Regions from separate parts of the Hordeum vulgare genome. Here region 1 is linked to region 2. The links are chromatin contacts, called in public Hi-C maps. All regions are on one chromosome and are shown on one strand. The core of a region is the stretch at or near the end of the contact, and the rest is flanking DNA. Distances in the headings are between cores, read along the strand shown.

Region 1 (3,439 bases), core at 279-2,778, 110 kb before region 2:
CGCCTCCGGCTCAGCCGCGGCGACGCCGGCTGCTTCTCCTCGGCCTCGTCGCCGGCGCACACGACCGCCACGGCCTTGGCCTTGGAGTCGGCCACGACGAGCCGGGAGATGCAGCTGCGGCAGAAGGGGCACGCCGGCGGCTGCAGCGTGAGCGTGGCCGGGTTGGGCTTGCTGTGGCAGCAGAGCGCCAGCGTGCAGGCGGCGCACATCCGGTGCCCGCAGTCCTCCACCTCGATGCTGCACGCCTGCTCGAAGCAGATGCTGCACACCTCCTCGTCCTCCTGGTCGTCCACGTCGTCGGCGTCGTCGTCGCCACCGGCGTCGGAGAGCGCCGGCGAGGCGTCCGTGTAATTGGTGCCCTTGAGGATCTTCTTCTCCCGCTCCCGGTTCGCCTCGGCCAGAGCCGCCTCAAGGAGCGCCCTCGCGTCCGCCCCCAGCTCGCCGATGAACTTGAGCGGCGATGGCCAGACCATGGGCTCCGCCGCCGACGGGTTCAGCAGCGCAGCGCACGCGCCGTGGCCGCGCTTCGTCGCCACCGAGTACGCGATCCGGCCCGCTGAGTCCCGGTGCACGCGGTCGGCACCCCACGCCAGCAGCTCCCGGACGCACTCCAGGCTGCCGCCGCGCGCCGCCAGGTGAAGCGCCGTGCTCCCCGGGAAGCCGTAGGATCCCGTGGGGGCGGAGACGATGGCGCCGCTCTCGAGCAGCAGGTGCACGCACTCCGGCCGGCCCTGCCTGGCGGCCACGTGCAGCGGCGTGGCGCCGTGCTCGTCCCGGACGTTGACGAATCGCACGAAGCCCCACGAGTCGGCCACCGGCGTGGTGCGCGCCGCGGCGAGGATGGCCCGCAGGCAGTCGGCGTGGCCGTAGTACGCCGCGTGGTGCAGGCACGTCCGCGCGTTCACCGAGTCGAACATCAGAATCTGGTAAATCGAAACTCAATCAGAGTCAGCAAACCGGAATCCATGGAGGAAAGGAAAAGAGTTGGGCTTTGAAGGTATCACTGACATTGGCGCCGGCGCGGAGGAGGGCGAGGGCGCAGTCGATGTGGCCGTGGGTGGCGGCGAGCATGAGCGGGGTGCGCTTGCGGCGGTCGACAACGTCGGGGCGGACGCCGCGGGCGAGGAGCATGTCGACGGCCGGGAGGCAGCCGTTGGCGGCGGCGACGTGGAGCGCGGTGAGGCGGTCGTAGAGCGTGGCGCGGCGGGCGAGCGCCGGGTCGGCGGCGAGGAGGCCGTCGAGCGCGTCGAGGTCGCCGGCCTGCGCGGCGCGGAAGAAGTCGTGCTCGTCGCCGTCGCGGCTGCAGCTGAGCCCGTGCCCCATCGATCGGCTCCGGCTCCTCCTCCGGCCGTCCCCGGCGAGGTCAGAGGTGGGTGGGTGTGCGGTGGGTGGGTGGTACGGAGCGCCGGTGGGAGGAGGAAGAGGAGGAGCTCAGCTCCGGGATTCAGAGTGTGCGTGGGCTTTTATTCAGGGTGTGGTTGGAACTTTGTGCCTTGACTTCCACACCATCCCACTTGGACGCCATTCTCCTTTCTTTTCTCTCCTGATATTTTCTTCCTTGCCTTTTCTACTTGTTTTTGTTTTTGTTGATGATGAGACATGGACATCTTACTTGTTACTGCTCCATTGTTTTGTCCAATTCTAACGGAAATTGCTTTTGGCTCCCGAGCTCCATGGAGCACTTTAAATTTGAAACTCAAAATTTCATGAAAATTCATAATTTTACATTCCAAAAAATTCTGAAAAAAAAATACAGGGATTAGTGAAGGCTTAACACATGTGTGTAAATTTTTAGAAAAAAATACATTAAAATGAGGGCTATGCAAAAAAGACAAATCTGAGGCTTTTTTACACATGACACTATTCATCATTTCAGGTCATGAATTTGTCTTTTTTGTGTAGATCGTATTTCAAGGTATTTCATCCTAAATTTTTGCACACATACGCATAACATCCTTCTTTACTTTCATATTTTTTTCAGATTTTTTTAAAATAGAAAAGTTTAAATTTTGAATTATTCAAAAATTCATTTTGAATTTAGCCCTGTGGACGCACCTTCGGCTCGTTGTGACTGGATGGTCCACGAATTTGGTTTTTTTTTTGTTACTTCTCGTGTTTTTTGTAGTGTCATGATTGGTATTGTATAGATTAAAACTTTCTCTCGAGTCATAATTCATTGAGAGGTTATGCATTTTTAGCAATAGCCCTAGCTTACAAACTAGTGTAGTCCTCAATTTGAGAGCCCAAAAATTTGTCACCAACTTCAACAATAGTCTTCACCCCCTCTTTTCTTATGGCATGTCTGACCGGCCAGTTAGTGGTCTTCTTTTTTCCTCATTCTCCATCCCACTGTTACCACCTTCGCTTATTTTCGCTCATGTCGCAGTGCTCCTACCACCTCGTGTTGTCTTAGCTATGTGGAGGATGTCGGCGATGGTATGATATGGGGCAAGGTCGAAATCTCATCGCCATTGTCGCAACCTGCATTGGTGATCGTGCGACAGAATTTGACAGCCGGCTCCGAAAGGTGGAGGGGACACACGGAAGGCGGCCAACGGTGGAGGCGCTGACCTCATACGGGCAGGGTTGGGGGAGAACAAAGAATGGTGCGTGCAAGAAAGAGGTGACGAGTTGCGAGGTTGGCCGACGGTCTTTCATGTATTGGACAACGTCGAAAGATCCGAAGGTTTACGATGACTAGGAATCAACTAGACAAGGACGATGCTCCCGAGTTGGTACATATCAGATATTTTCGCCACATTACCCGTTTTGGATGGAGGCTAGGGGGTGATTTTCTTCTCCTAGGCGGCAGGGTCCAGCTAAAGTAGGGGCTATATCTGGCCATGGGCCGGTCTGGATCGGGCTTGCGTCGGGCCCTAAAAAGCCCATGACAAAAAACTGAGGCCCAGGCCCTGTCATCAGCCCTACTTTGAAGCCCAAGTCCGACCCATTTATTGAAAATCCCGTCGGGCTTGGGGTGATAGGCTGGGCCTCTTCCTTAAAATCCCAACATGTCAAGCCCAAACCCGGCCCGACCCCGCTGATGGGCTCAAAACTCAAGCCCAAGCCCAGCCCATAGGGCCTAGGCCTTGTATTTTGGGGCCGGGCCTAGGTATAGCAGGGGCTGAGGCAAAGATTAATACATCGGTGCTCTCGGGTGCGAACGCACCCTATAGGCATAAATAATTTAGTAAATGGAAAAAGTCTAAAGATTCCAAAACTTTTCTGGAATCAAATATGATCAAGTATTTTACTTGTATAAAAAATATTTGCTAAGGAACGACTTTCACTGTATCCTGAGCGGAAAACAACAAATCAAAGGCTATATACAGGTACTATTGACATTACTTAATCCCCAAATAATTGTTTTTCCACTTAAGTTAATGAGAATCGTTCCTTCGTGGATTTTTTTACATGAGAACAATACTTGAACAAATTG
Region 2 (3,048 bases), core at 6-2,505:
TGTAAATGAGTCTTCATTCAATACAATTATATCATGGATAATAAACGATTATCTTGACACAGGAATTATAATAATAACTATATTTATTATTGCCTCTAGGGCATAATTCCAACAATAGGAGCCGGGACTAGGGGCCGCAACACAGTCGGCCCGTGGGAGGGTACAACCTCCACCGTCGAAGACGGTAGCCGACTGGGCACAATAGCAGGAGCATACCAGGCACGTGGGCCCATAGGCCCGGCCGGGCTCTCCACGCCCGTAAAGCTCCCGCCATCGCGCTGCAACAGGCGCGCCTTCGGCGTCGCCCCCCCTCGCGTCGGAGCTGCTCCTCCTCCTCACCACACATACGACAATGAAGCCACGCCGGGAGTCGGCCCGCTAGGACCCAGTTGGGACCCACAGGGCCCAGATCTGGGCCGGGGGCGCGCCACCGGCCAACCTGCGTCACCACGCCGTCTCATCGCAAAGGGGAAACACCACCACCTCGCGCGTCGCCGGCCACTACTGTCGGGCCGCCGGACCATCGTCGAGCCGAGGAGCACCGCTGCCGCCCCCATGCCCCGGGGAGGGAGCCGCGCGCGGGGGGACAGGCAGTCCCGCCGCCGCCAACACCGCCCGGCGAAGCGTCGGGGGCGGCCATCGGCGGCGGCAGGGAGGGAAGGGGATTGGAGGGAAGCCGAAGAGGGGAGGGGCTCGCGCCGCCCCGGCCACCTCCTGGGGAGACGACACGGGGCGGATCCGGGAGGGGGAGAGGGGAAGGGGGCGGGGACGGCTGGCGGCGGCGGGGGGGGGGGGGGGGGGGCTAGGACGGCCGGCGGCGGGGGAGGGAGGGGGAATCCTAGGGAGCGGGGGTGTCGGGAGCCTGCGGCTCCTCTCTCTCGAATCGGCGCGTTCCACGTGTACATACTCTCTCCATTCATAAATATATGTAAGTCCTTTTAGAGTTTTTAATCTGAACTATGAACGAAGTAAAATTGATGAATCTATGTTTTAAAATATGTCTATATGTATCCGTATGTAATTGATATTGAAATATCTAAAGAACCTTATATTTAGAAATGTTGTGAGTACATGGCACAAGCATGCCGCCGACACACACGGGATGTAAGGTGAGAGGAAGCACATACTATTGAGTACCGATTAACCACTTTTCTTGTTTGTAATGTAATGTGCAACTTGCAAGAAGACGTGGACTACCAAATTGTTCTTGACCCATTATATGATAGCGGGTAGCTTATCTATCGTTGTCGTACCACGTCCCATGAGCTGCGACATGGACGTCAAATCACCAGTCGACATGTATGTGTGCATGGTGTATAGCCCACCAGCACAATAATGCTTTTCTTTAATAATTCAAGTTGGATCAGCTTATGGATGAATCATCCGAAAATGACATGGCGTATATCTATGGTCCAAGATGTCCGCGAATCAAAAAACACAGATATTTTCGACAAAAAGAAAAGAACTATAGCTAACAGTAACAACACAAACAAATTGTTTCTGTGCGAGGGTCGTCATGAAGTGGATGGATGATGGTTTTCTGAATGAGGGTCGTCATGAAATGGGTCCCGGTATATACGTACGTGTGCCCGTCCTAACTGAAAAATCTTTGAGTTCATCTAGCAGTGGATGGATGATGGTTTTCTGAATGAGGGCCCAAGTGGATAGGGCCAGGCTAATTAATCTGACTTAGCCTGCAGATTAACCAATTAGTTAAGATGTCTAGTCATCTCACATTAGTCTATAAGCCGTTTTCTAGCTTGGCCAAATTCTTTCTCGACAGTTTGATGCTAGCAACGGCGGCGACACCCGTAGGTGCCATCCCTTCTTGAAGCTGTATGTGCTGCTATATGTGCCCCCTCTTCAAGTATCCCGTCTTCGAGCATTAGTGAAAACCCTACGTTTGGGTTTTTGGATCGGATGGCAGTGGCGCCTCGGCGGCGCTCTTCTTCGTGAAGGCGCTATCTTATTTGCTCGTGGTATCCTTGATGGTAGATTTAGAGATGTTAGCCGTTATGTTTCTTTGGTTTGGGATGCTTCCCAGGGCGGCGAGTTTAGTTGTGTTGTTTTTTCGTTTGGACGGAGCATCCCATGTCTCTCTGTTCCGCGCATCATATTCACGCCTCATACATTCATTCCATCCATTATATCACCTAATGTACTCACCTTTAATTTCTTCTATAGATGGAATGATACCCAACCTTTTCGTATTAGTGGAAAAAAAAGGGTGTGATAGGAAGCACAACCAACAAGTTGTAACAGTTTAACGTTTTCTTCTTGTTTGTATATACTGCCGTGCGATTGTTCCACACTATGTGTGTTTCGTCTTCGAAAACAGATTGTTCCACACTAGGATTGATGTCGGCTATGGTTTTGGTGGAGAAGGGCCTAGTCACGGTGGGTTTGACAACATAATAAGCTTAGATGTCATTGTTGTTGTCCCATGTGTTGCGACACACACAGCAGACGACCATCAGCCATGTATGTATGGTGTAGATGTATTCCTCCATCAAAGGTAATAATTGACGTTTTGGATCAACCGATGGATGATGAATCATTCGAAAGTGACATGGCATGCGTATGACGTATGGTCCCTAGCTTGTCATCTGATGGCATAGCATTTGGTTAACTAATTCAACTACGATATTTATTAGCATTGTAGTTGTTATTGGAAATAATATTTTCATGTACAGTATTAGGCTGCGCTTGGATGCGGCGTAATTAATTACAGGGGTATTAATTTTGCAGGTGTATTTTACCTGCCGCTTGAAGATTTTCAACCGAAAACAAAACGATGAGGGAAGATCTGTATTTTTTCTACAGAGGTGATTGAGGCAAAAACAGTAATCCAAACAAGACATTATGGTATCATGTTGACGTATAAGAATGTGACACGTTTAGGTAAGACATGCTCTTTTACAAAACAGAAGGATCGAAGAAGATAGTAACAAGTTCAGTGATCCAGAATACCTTTCAAATTCATATATTCATCAAAATCAACAGGACGGCCAGCACAGGAAATGGGTTAAACGAGACGGCCCAATAGTT

The links. A called contact is a pair of places that touch in the nucleus more often than the background predicts.
Region 1: a Hi-C map of seedling shows a contact between it and region 2, with 2.7 times the contacts expected there. The contact joins the promoter of LOC123445719 here to the enhancer-like site in region 2. A contact is called at or near these places in 3 of 6 Hi-C or Micro-C datasets (leaf and seedling).

Annotation. Positions count from the first base shown.
Region 1 is chr3H:617,615,136-617,618,574 of MorexV3_pseudomolecules_assembly, reverse strand. LOC123445719 (E3 ubiquitin-protein ligase XB3-like) reads right to left here and starts at 1,528. Exons shown (of 2, transcript XM_045122744.1): 1 at 1,009-1,528; 2 at 1-923. The coding sequence starts at 1,323.
Region 2 is chr3H:617,505,453-617,508,500 of MorexV3_pseudomolecules_assembly, reverse strand. No RefSeq gene overlaps it. Among protein-coding and RNA genes, the nearest start is that of LOC123441197, 25 kb to the right of the region's middle. Within about 2 kb of position 1,255, at least 3 of the 3 cell types and tissues checked have open chromatin away from gene starts, as enhancers often do. A contact at or near this core is called in leaf and seedling, where this site is marked.